Regions from separate parts of the Mus musculus genome. Here region 1 is linked to region 2. The links are chromatin contacts, called in public HiChIP or PLAC-seq maps. All regions are on one chromosome and are shown on one strand. Each heading gives the region's core, a stretch centred on a gene start, on an enhancer-like site or on the middle of the called end of the contact. The rest is flanking DNA. Distances are from core to core; before and after follow the strand shown.

The links. HiChIP or PLAC-seq counts read pairs in DNA pulled down with a chosen protein or histone mark.
Region 1: a FOXA1 HiChIP or PLAC-seq map of pancreatic cancer cells shows a contact between it and region 2. The contact joins two enhancer-like sites. A contact is called at or near these places in 1 of 115 datasets of contacts at active chromatin or transcription factors (pancreatic cancer cells) and 1 of 9 other capture datasets (adipose tissue).

The regions. Positions count from the first base shown.
Region 1 is chr15:28,078,043-28,083,294 of GRCm38.p6, reverse strand. No RefSeq gene overlaps it. Among named protein-coding and RNA genes, the nearest start is that of Gm31458, 14 kb to the right of the region's middle. Within about 2 kb of position 1,969, at least 67 of the 459 cell types and tissues checked have an H3K27ac peak or open chromatin away from gene starts, as enhancers often do. A contact at or near this core is called in pancreatic cancer cells, where this site is marked.
Region 2 is chr15:27,782,537-27,788,134 of GRCm38.p6, reverse strand. The region is part of intron 34 of Trio (triple functional domain (PTPRF interacting)); the gene reads left to right. Among named protein-coding and RNA genes, the nearest start is that of Otulinl, 100 kb to the right of the region's middle. Within about 2 kb of position 4,329, at least 256 of the 459 cell types and tissues checked have an H3K27ac peak or open chromatin away from gene starts, as enhancers often do. A contact at or near this core is called in pancreatic cancer cells, where this site is marked.

The DNA.
Region 1 (5,252 bases), core at 720-3,219, 300 kb before region 2:
GAAAAGGGGAAAACATTTGAAATGTAAATAAAGAAAATACCCAAGGGGGAAAAAGAAGGAGAGGGAGAGGGAGAGGGAGAGGGGAAGAGGGAGAGAGGGAGAGAGAGAAAGAGAGAGAGAGAGAGAGAGAGAACGGCAGGCAGGCAGGCAGGCAGGCAGGCAGGCAGGCAGGCAGGCAGGCAGGCAGAAAGGAAAGAAAGAAAGAAAGAAAGAAAGAAAGAAAGAAAGAAAGAAAGAAAGAAAGAAAGAAAGAAAGAAAGGAAGGAAGGAAGGAAGGAAGGAAGGAAGGAAGGAAGGAAGGAAGGAAGGAAGGAAGGAAGGAAGGAAAGAAAGAACAGCTCAGACAGGAATTAGGGCCAGGCTAAGTCTCAAAGCCCACTCTAACCCCAAACTCAAAAAAGATCCATCTCCTCCAGCGAGGCCCTACCTCCCAAAGGCTCTGAAACCTCTCAAAAAAAAAAAAAAAATCCCAAAAGCAGAAGATCAAATATTCAAACCCAATGGGGGACATTCTTACACCTAAAATATAATAGCATCAGAAGTGGCAAGGCATCAACGTGTACCAGCAGACTGCCCTGCAAAGCAAGATGACTGTCTGATGAAAAACTCAGGAAATTCCTAAGTCATCCACAGTGGTACAAGGCCTGTTGGAATCAAACACACTGGCAGAGCTGGAGGGTTGACGCAGCTGTTAAAAGCATTTGTTGTTCTTGCAGAGGACCTGGGTTCTTTTCCCAACACCCACATGGCGGTTCACAACCATCTATAATTCTAGTTCCAGAGAATCCAATGTCCTCTTCTGACCTCCGCAGACACCAGGTACACATGTACACACATGAAGTAATAAAATAAATAAGCCTAAAATAAAATTTTAAAACCATCGATCCATCAATGGCTATGGTATTACACTGCTTATTTACTTTTGTAATTTTTAAAGATTGGTTTGTCTTTATTTTATTTATCTTGGTGTTTTGCTGGAATGTATGTCTGTGTGAGGGTGTCAGATTCCCCTGGAACTAGAATTGCAGAGAGTTTTGAGGTGCCAGGTGGGAGCTGGAAATTGAACCCTGGTCTTCCAGAAGACATCTAAGTCACCTCTCCAGTCCGTATGCTTATTATTTTCAAAGTCTTTGACATCAAAGGAGCCATACAAATGGGTCTATGAGGGAGAATTCGTTCTACTATCTTCACTTGAGATTTTCAACTGCAAACCAATTGATACTATAAATCAAACTTTTTAGTGATAATATCTAGTAGCACAATGGACTAACTAAATATGAAATAGAAGGCGGACGAGGTAACTCTGTGATACATAATATAACCTGCTCTTATAGAAGACTCGTGTTCAGTGCTGAGCATTCACGTCAGGGAGCTCGTAAGGGCTTGGAATTGCAGCTCCATGTGATCTGACACCTTCTGAACTCCATGAGCATTCCACTAATGTATATGTGTGTGCACACACAAACACACAGAGAGAAAGAGATAGTTGCACATATACACATAATATTTTAAATAAAATATTTTAAAGACACAAAATAGTAGTTATAAATAAAATATAGAAATGGATATCTATAATAGAGCTTTGCTTATACTAAACCATATTGACCTAAAAACGAACGTATCTGACATGAATTTGTAGACACTTTAAAACTTCAATAAATAATGCTATTGGATTGGTCTAGTAATGTTGGTGTTTATTGGCTAGTTAGCTATCTTTAACACTTTGAAAATTATTTTCTGTGTCTGAGTTAGGGTTTGGAAGTGACAAGATGCTGCACTCCACCAATCTGAAGTGTCAGGATGCCCTACCCACAAGTCTGTCTCGGAGTAGCTGCTGTTTTCTGACCTCTTATCCTCTGCCAGGTAGTGACGTAGTAGTCAAGCTGAACTGTCTCATTCCACAGCTGACTCATTCGTGAAAACCACATCTAACTGTGGTTTCAGAGCTTTCTTCACGTGATGTCTGACCCTCGCTGGCTCTAGCCGGCAAGGACTTTGAAGTCTTTTGTCCTAATGCTATGATCTCAACATTTGTCATCTCCAAACCCCGTGTTGGAATTTAATTGCAATTGTAACAGAATGAGGAAGTGTAACCAAAAAAACCAATTAGGCCAAGAGTGTTCAACTATAACAGGTGGGGATAATACCATTATGACAGGATCCGTTTGGCCCCCTCTTGTCTCTTACCCTTCTGCCTTTTGTTATGTAAAGGTTCAGGCAAATTTCAAGGCTCCATATTGCAAGAAGATGACAGTGAGCTTTATCAAATACTGAAACTGTTGGTGTCCCTAGCCTAGAACTTGCACCCTCCAGAGCTTCCAGCAATAAATTTGTATTAGCATGTTTATAAGACAGTGATGTTCTGTTATAGGGGCATAAATGAACTAAGATACTTACTTTATTGCACTAAAAGAGCCCACTGGGTGCCTGGAATAAAAAGAAAGAAAACGATGGGAGTGGCCAGGCACACCTGCCACCTCCTCCTTTTCCACCCCATCCCTTTGGAAAGATGCATGGAAGTTGGGAAAGCCACCATTGTCATGGACCAAGGAGATTCAAACCAGTTTACCTCAACTGGGCAAACTGAAAGAGCGTCCTGGTTCCTTTGGCTTGTTCTGTTCAGCAGTGAGAAGAGCATGACTTCCCTGAATGGGCCATTCTTCTAGCAAGAAAGGCTGGAATACTAGAGGAGCATCCTCTTCCAGAAAGTTAGAGACTTCAGGATAAAGGATCTCCACTGGATCTGGTGTAGCTTGTCTGTCTGTCCTGCCTTCCCTTTCCCAGAATTCCAATCATCTCCTTACCACTTAATTTAAGTGACATTATCTCCTTTCTGAAAGAATATTGGACATAATAAAGTCTCTCTGGTATATTAGGGATGATACGTAGCCTTATTCATGACACTAGGTATTTACATACCAGGACAAAAGTCTTCTAAATTCAACATTTAGGAGGTAGACTTTGACGATCACCTGAGGGTTATACATAGTAACATAAACCTGTGGCCCCAGCACTCAAGAGGCTCAATCAGGAGAATCCTAAGTTTGAGGTTAGCCTGGGCTACACAAGGAGATGCTGTCTCAAACTACTACATTCCCCCAACACCCAAAAGTAACTGCACTTGGCAGAGCTAGGAATATAACTCATGGCAGGGCACTTATAGACCACATGAAATACACCTTTAACCCCAGCACTCAGGAGGCAGAGGCAGGCAGATTTCTGAGTTCAAGGCCAGCCTGGTCTACAAAGTGAGTTCCAGGGCTATACAGAGAAACCCTGTCTCGAAAAACCAAATATATATATATACACTTAGTCTGATCCCAAACATTCAAAAGATATTACTCAATGTTAAAAGTATTATTTTTTTACTTTTATATTCTACATTACCACTTTTCTAAAGGTGACTTTACAACACATAGAATGATATGTTATATATCCATCCCTATAACCTGAGAGCTGATGGCTTAAATGGTCATCACCAATGCCTCGAGTTTATTAAATGGAAGATATCTTCCATACCTCAATTAAAGATGTGAAATGCCACCCTCATTGGTCGTAATACATTAATTTAACTCCATAAGAAGTATAAATTGTTTATAACTCACACTGAGAGAAAAGGGAAGTGAAATTCAATGTCATCTAAGGGTGAGAAAAAAAATTATTCTACAGAACAGTCCATCTCCAGTAATTTCTTAAAATTACTTTACTATTACATATAGTCTCAGTAAGTATTTTCTGAGTAGATGAACTTGAATGGAAAGATGGCTTGAATGGAGAGATGACTGCAGCAGTGGAGAACACGCAATGTTCTTTCAGAGGAGTTGAGCTCAGTCCCCCATGCCCACACTGGGCAGCTCACATGTACCTGTAACCCAGCACCAGAGGATCTAACACCTTCTTCTAGATTTCAGACACAAACCACATACATATCATTAAAAAGGTAAAAATCAAATCTTTTTAAAAATTGAATTAAAATGAAAGAAAATACAGGAGACTAGAGAGAACAAAGAGTGTTATCTTATTTTCTTATTCTATAAAGGGTTTTTAGAATAAATTTTGCTGGGCTGAAGAGATAGTTCAACAGTTAAGAGCACTGACTGCTCTTCCAAAGGTCCTGAGTTCAATTCCCAGCAACTACATGGTGGCTCACAACCATCTATAAATGGGATCCAATGCCCTCTGCTGGTGTGTCTGAAGAGAGCCAACAGTGTACTCATATACATAAAATAAAATCAATAATTCTTTTAAAAGAAAAAAATAGAAAATGGAGTTTTTATATCACACCAAATAGTAGTAGTCATAGTAGTAGTAATAATAACGAATAATAATAATAATAAATAATAATAATAATTTAAAATAAAACATTTCTAAACACAAACAGGTAAAATTCTAAAATTCCTAGAGAAAACATGGTAGAGAAACTAAATTAAACAATGTACATTAAAAAAAACACTTTAATAAATAAATTAAAATTTGAAACTTTGTGGTTCAGTGGAAACGAGAAGCACATGGAGAATGCAAAGATATACTTGCAAACTATATATATGACAAAGGACTTGTAGCTAGAATATATTGGAACAACTTAAAAATTAATAATGTAAAGAAATAAATGCCAATTTATCAAGTGCCTGAATTGATATTTCTCCAAAAGAATATGTAAACTGCCAGTGAGTATATAAAAACGATGCCCAAAGTCATAACTTTTAAAGGGGATCTAAGTCAAAAGCATAAGGAGCCAATTGTTTTCCATTCTGGGATATCTCAGATCAAAACAGAGAAGCATAACAAGTGGGTGTGGCTAGGTGCAGAAGAGGGCTCCCTCCTTCCTATTTCCTACCCCCACCAACTCCATATATGTACTAATCCACTTTCTGTGTCTGTGGCTTTCTTGTTCTGGATACATACCTAACCAGAAACACACAGTTTGTTATCATCAGAATATAAAACTATGCAGGACCTTGGAAAACAGTGAAGTGGTTCTCTAAAAATACCAGACATGGAGTTAGGGAAGTCAGGATTTTCATTCCAAGGAATGTAACCTAGGAAGATGAGAACAAACTCAAGAGTGTACACAAACATCTATAGCAGTAGAATTCATAATATGGAAGCCACCTGAGTGCCTATCTGATCAGAAATGGATCCAAAAATGTGAGATTTTCTTAATGGGATATTTTTAGAAATTTTAAAATGGGTGTACCAGTGATGTACATTAGAGTACAAATAAACTTTAAAACCACTCTAGCTACAAGTCC
Region 2 (5,598 bases), core at 3,080-5,579:
GCTCAGCGTACTGCAGCGGCAGACAGCCAGGCACCTGCAAGTACTGGATCCTCGACCTAGGTACACAGCTATTTTAGATGTTCATTCTGCACCTCTCTCTCTCTGCCTGCTTCCCTCCAGCTGGCTGCTTAAATGGTTGATGTATGCTGTGAAGCAGAAACAAAGCAGAATTCGTATCATGTTCTGATAGGAATTGTGTTCCGTGCCTACTGCCTTGCAAAGGGGCTGGGTGGGGATGGTTCTGGGAAACCCTAGAAATGTGACCCGAGACCAAGAGCAGTGCAGTGCTCAGACATTAGATGCAATGGGGTGTTCCAAAGGTTTTCGTACTGCAGCTGATAGCCTTTTATTTTTCTCTGAAATGGCATATAAACAACCTACAAGGCTACGATTTGCCTTCCTCTGACTTCGGCCGGTTTTGTGTCTGTTTCAAGTTTAATGTATTCTGGGGTTTTTCATAATAGCTGGGGGGTGGGGGGGGGAGCATTGTCATATCCCTGGTGTTTGGGTTCTGTGATTCTCCTAAGGACTGCTGCGTGTAAGATAAAGTTGGGTAGGGAGGATAGATGCTCCAGCCTGGATTAAAGGAGTGTGTGTGCTACAGTCTGGCTTTGCCCATAAGATGGGGAAAATAAGGGAAACTCGGTCCCTACAAAAGTCTCTTGAGTTTGAGCGAAATGATACAGAAACTTGGGTTGAGGGAATTGGATGTGCCTGATGCTGATAACTCTCTCCCTATAGCACAACACCAGTGTTGGCTGGCTTTCTGTTCGTCTCCCCAGGCATCTGGCAACACTGAGCATCCAACAAAATGATCTCTCAGAAGCTATTATCTTCCTACCTAGGATTCCAATCCTGGCCTGGTTGTCTTTCAATATCTGCCAGTACTTGCCTCCAGACTCTGTCCACATCCACCCTTTAAGATAGGCAGCAAGATGTGGAGTCAGGACGAGAGCTGCTGAGACTCACTGGACCCTTATCATTCCCTGTGAGCTTGACTGAAGAAGGATCAGTTGTGGGTAGAGGGTCTCCCAGTGAAGGAGGCTTATCCTAGGTAAAGGGGGTACTGAATGGGGCAAAGTGGTCCTGCTTGCCTCTGGGTGTCCTTGGGAGGTCAGGGGAAAGAGCAGAGCTATCTTTGATTTATGGGCCCTTAAGGAGGTAAGTCCTGACCCTGTCTGTGGGTGTTGAATTTGCTGCTGTAAGCATGGTTTTTCTATAGCATTCTTCATAGTTTCCGTTCACAAAGCTGTCATGGACATTTTAAGTCACTGGCATGTGACAGTGGATGTTTTTATCCCATTTGTGTTAATTACATTGTCCCAGAGTGGTCCTCCTTGAGAGGTGACGCCCTCACTTTGGGAAGGCTTGTGACCTTGATCTGCCCATTCGGGACACTGGGCAGTGGCGTTCCTGTGGCGGGAAGATGCACGTAGATGAGGCATGAGCTCACTTGATTAAAAATAACTGATGCAGAAAAAAACAATTGGTAATGTCAAAGTCTGATGCAGAGTCTGGACCACTAGGGAGCCCTGGCCCCTGTGCCATGGAGATTACCTCATCTCCATGAACTTGGTCATCCTCGACTGCAAAGCAGGAGCACCGACCGGTGCAGCATCCCTCCCTCCTGGCAACCCTGAGCGCCCCAGGCGGTTCAGCGAGCAGCTGAGAACAAGACTTGGATCTTGAGGCAGAGCAGCCTCTTCCTATAGAGGGACCTTTGAGTCCTAGAATATTTAGTCCTTTAAGAATTCTTACTACAGGAAATTACTAGACTTCTTACTTCATAATGAAGGGTGATTGTGCTATTATTCCCTGCACACATTATTATTTTGATAATTGTTAAATTACTAAGAAGTTTTAAGAGATAGTCTCAAAGTCAGCACTAAGTTGACGTAGATTCTGAAAGAAAATAAAATACTATTTCACGTTAAAGGGTGGATAAAAAACGATGGAAGTCCAGTTTGTCCCTCCCACATCACTCAGGACAGGAACTCCAGATGCCTTTCCCAGCATGATATCAGGATGATATTTTAATATCCACTGGTTCTTCCTCTGCATTGATTACAGGAGATCAAGTATCCATCAGGCTTGAGCAGAAAAATGGATTCGGACTCCTAGCCAGGAAATACATTTTAAAGCAGATTTTTTTTATGCCTGTCAAGAGTACCATTTTATACACGGGCAAATATCTGGGCATTGCGCTTTGAGGAAAGTGAATGGGATAGCACGGTGCTACAGGGAGCCGATCGGTTGGGCTTGGCTCCTGTCCACAGGGGCGGATCTCACTGCTGCTGCTGCAGTGTGGAACCTTACACAGCTCTAGCAGGAGAATGTAAACAGTTATCAGGGAATGCAATAAGGAGAGGTCAAGTGAGGCTGAGACAGGACTCTGGTTCCGTGCCAGCCTGGGCTACTTAGCTTCTATTGCTGTTTTTTTCTTAATGTTTACTTTTTCCTTTGAGAATTTCATACGACATTATGTTGGTCATATTTCTCTCCCTCCCCCAGCTCCTCCCAGATCTCCATACCCACCCAGCTTCATGTTCTTTCTCTCAAAAACAAAAACCCATGTCTGTGTGATTGATATGCCCAGTATCACACCACTGAAGAAAACAGACTTTCCTGTAGCTATGAACCGTGAAGAGTTTCCTGGCAAGGGGAGGGACTTCCTGCCTCACTTCCACTCCGCTGTGCTGGGGTTTTCCTATACACTGTCTTAAATAAACCCTTGGTAACTCCAGCAAGTCTTGTATCAATAAGATGGTGGCTGTTGAGGCGGCTCAGGCTCGTTCTGAGTTAGCTACTCCCTTTGGGACCCAGCCCAGCACTCTGCATATCTCTTAGTCTGCATCAAACTGTGGAAGAGTCCTTCCTAACAGTGAACAGATCCACACAGTAAGCACTGAATTTGGTTTCAAATCTTTTCGAACCTGTTCTAAAGGATGGAAACACAGGATATTCAGCTCAGTGTGAATAAACAAATACCAAAGTGTCGCCGGAGGATTGTTTCAGCCATGCAGACTGGCTGTTTCACATTAACGATTGAGCAGTCTAAAGTCTCTCTCCAATTTTCTCCCACTTACATACCACCAACTCATTCAAAGTTTACAGCATGGTGCATGTGCGTGCATGAGTGCCCCAGGGACCAGTTCTGTGGAAAACAGAACCAGTGTTCTGTCTCTCCTCACTCTACGCATGACCTTGGATATATGTCCTTGTGAGAGCATGGTCTGTGGTTCATGGCACCTCCCCCCTCCTCCCATACACCCACCAGCACTTCAGAATTCTCATTGAAATTTGTTTATTGATTTTTTTAAGCGAAATACATTTATAAAACTATTTTGTTCTCTCACTTTTGTGGGAAAAGGTTTTCCATGCTTGATGGAAAATACATCCAGGAAAGAAATGCTGTGAAATTACATTTAAGGTTACAGCTGATTTTACAGCACATGTAGAGTCCTGAGATATTAGTAATCAGCCATGGGACTCTCCTTGCAGGGAGCCCTAGCCACCCCGAATTGACTTTTCCAGACATCTTGCTGGTGAGCTGCAATCTCTCTTTGGTCTATCTTTGTAAGGAGAACACAGATTTATGGCTTTTCATTCTGAAGAATTTCCTCCAGGTGCTCGGGGTTGGCCTCTGGGGTGAGTGAGCAAGTCCATAAACACGGGGAGCTTGGAGCAATGAGCTCTGGAATCTGTCCAGGGAGCCCCTATTTCCTCTTCCTGCCCGCAGGCATGGGGGTGGGGACTGGGCAGCCACAGCCCGGAGGCTCCGGTTAATTTCTTGCAGTTCTCTCCTAAGACCATGCGAATGTGAAGGATTGGCTCAGGATGCCCAACTATAACAACCGGAAAACCCCCAGGGAATAGAAGCAGCTGAGCATCCTCACATCGAGCCCTGAGTGACTGGATGTGTGTTCCTCTAGGCATCCTGTGTGCAAGTCCATGTCTTCCTCATTGACACCTTTTATTCTCAGAAGCACAGCTGAAAACGCCTCTGCGTGCCACCTTGTAGTCAACTCTACTCCTGTAGTGAAAGTAAGAACTCACAACTGTTAGCTGGGACGCGCAACTCGGTGGAGTTCTAAGGCCACTTCCTTTTCTCTTCTGTCTCCTTAAGCTGGCGGGGCCCAGTGGCACCAAAGTCCTCTCTCAAACTGGCACAGAGAAGAGGGATATGTTGTGCTTGTGGTAACATGGGAGCTGACAATTGAATGTTTCTCCTTTCGTCTCTCTCTTCATCTAAAAAGGAACACAGCACAGTGGCTGTCCTCATCCTGTTCCGTCCCCAGCCCTACGCAAAGGCTGCTTGATTGCTTCCTGTGGCTGCTTGCTCCCTGGAGGTGGCAGTGCCGCCTTATCACAGGGGCACTGATTAAAGCCAAGGACAGGATCCTGCTTTAATTGGTGTTCCTAGCAGAGGCCGTCTTTCTCATTCCCTTTGTCTCCACGGCTGCTTTGTTTCGTCCTGGAGTAACTCCAGGCCCCTCTCCTTCCCTCTCACCAGTGAGCACTAAGTAGCTTGGATAGCTCAGGGAGGAGTTCTTACAGGAGGACTCTGTTGACCACGGGAGATTCTTATAACAGCGCGTTCTTAGAAAGCCTCCTGCCTGTTCCCTGAGGCTCCAGAAATGGGACAGAGAGTTTTCAGCTGCTTCAAAGAAAGGCACCCCAGCCTGTTCTTTTCATTCTTTGGTTTGTGCTGCTGCTGTTTCAGTGTGTGACCGTCCCCTCCACCCCCGACCCCCGCGAGAAATAGGGGAACTAACGGTACTTAAAAGTTCCTAAGTAATGACCAAAGCAGAAGTATGCCATTTTGGCCTAGGAAAGAGGTGGAAAGCAAGATGACGTAAAGCTGGCTGGGACCTGCGTGGCCCTGAGTGTGCTCTGGGTGGACTGTGGTGTGTGCATGCCCACAGGCGTGCTGGCTTTTCCTCCCAGAGCCTGTGGGCAGTAGTGGTATGTATGTTTGTTCAAATGCTCTTTGCTTTAGTTCAGCACCATTTTGATTTTGTTGTGTTACTAAAATGCAATTTAGGAAGAATTCTTACTGGATTAGGACTCTTTTGTTTCTTTTCTTTTCTTTTTTTTTTTTTTTTAAACTAAACCAGGAACCTCGCCATATAATGTGCTGGATATTGGCTCTGTGGTTTGGGAGAGTCAGTCATCTGCTTCCTCCCTCCACAGCTATAACTCTTCCAAGCTAATATCGCATCCCTTGAGACTGGAGCCGGAGTTAACCCACCCCGTGGAGGATGTGGAGAGTGATAATACTTGGCAAGCTCTCTGCAGAACATTCCAGGGCCTCCCCACTGCCCTGTAGCGCTGCATACAAACGAGCACATTGGTATGGGCTCTGTGACAACATTTATAAGTTTGCACGGTTCATAGCTGGCTCGATTATGTGCATACTAACACAACCCGGGCATTTCTGAGGCAGTAAAACACTTCACTGCTAACATTCTGAATCTGGTTTTAATTTTGAAAGAATAATAATACATTTATGTATGAACGAAGTGTAGTCTTATCACCATTCCAACCAAACCACGTGGCTTAACTGCAGAATGTCCCTTTTAACCACGCTGTATGGGG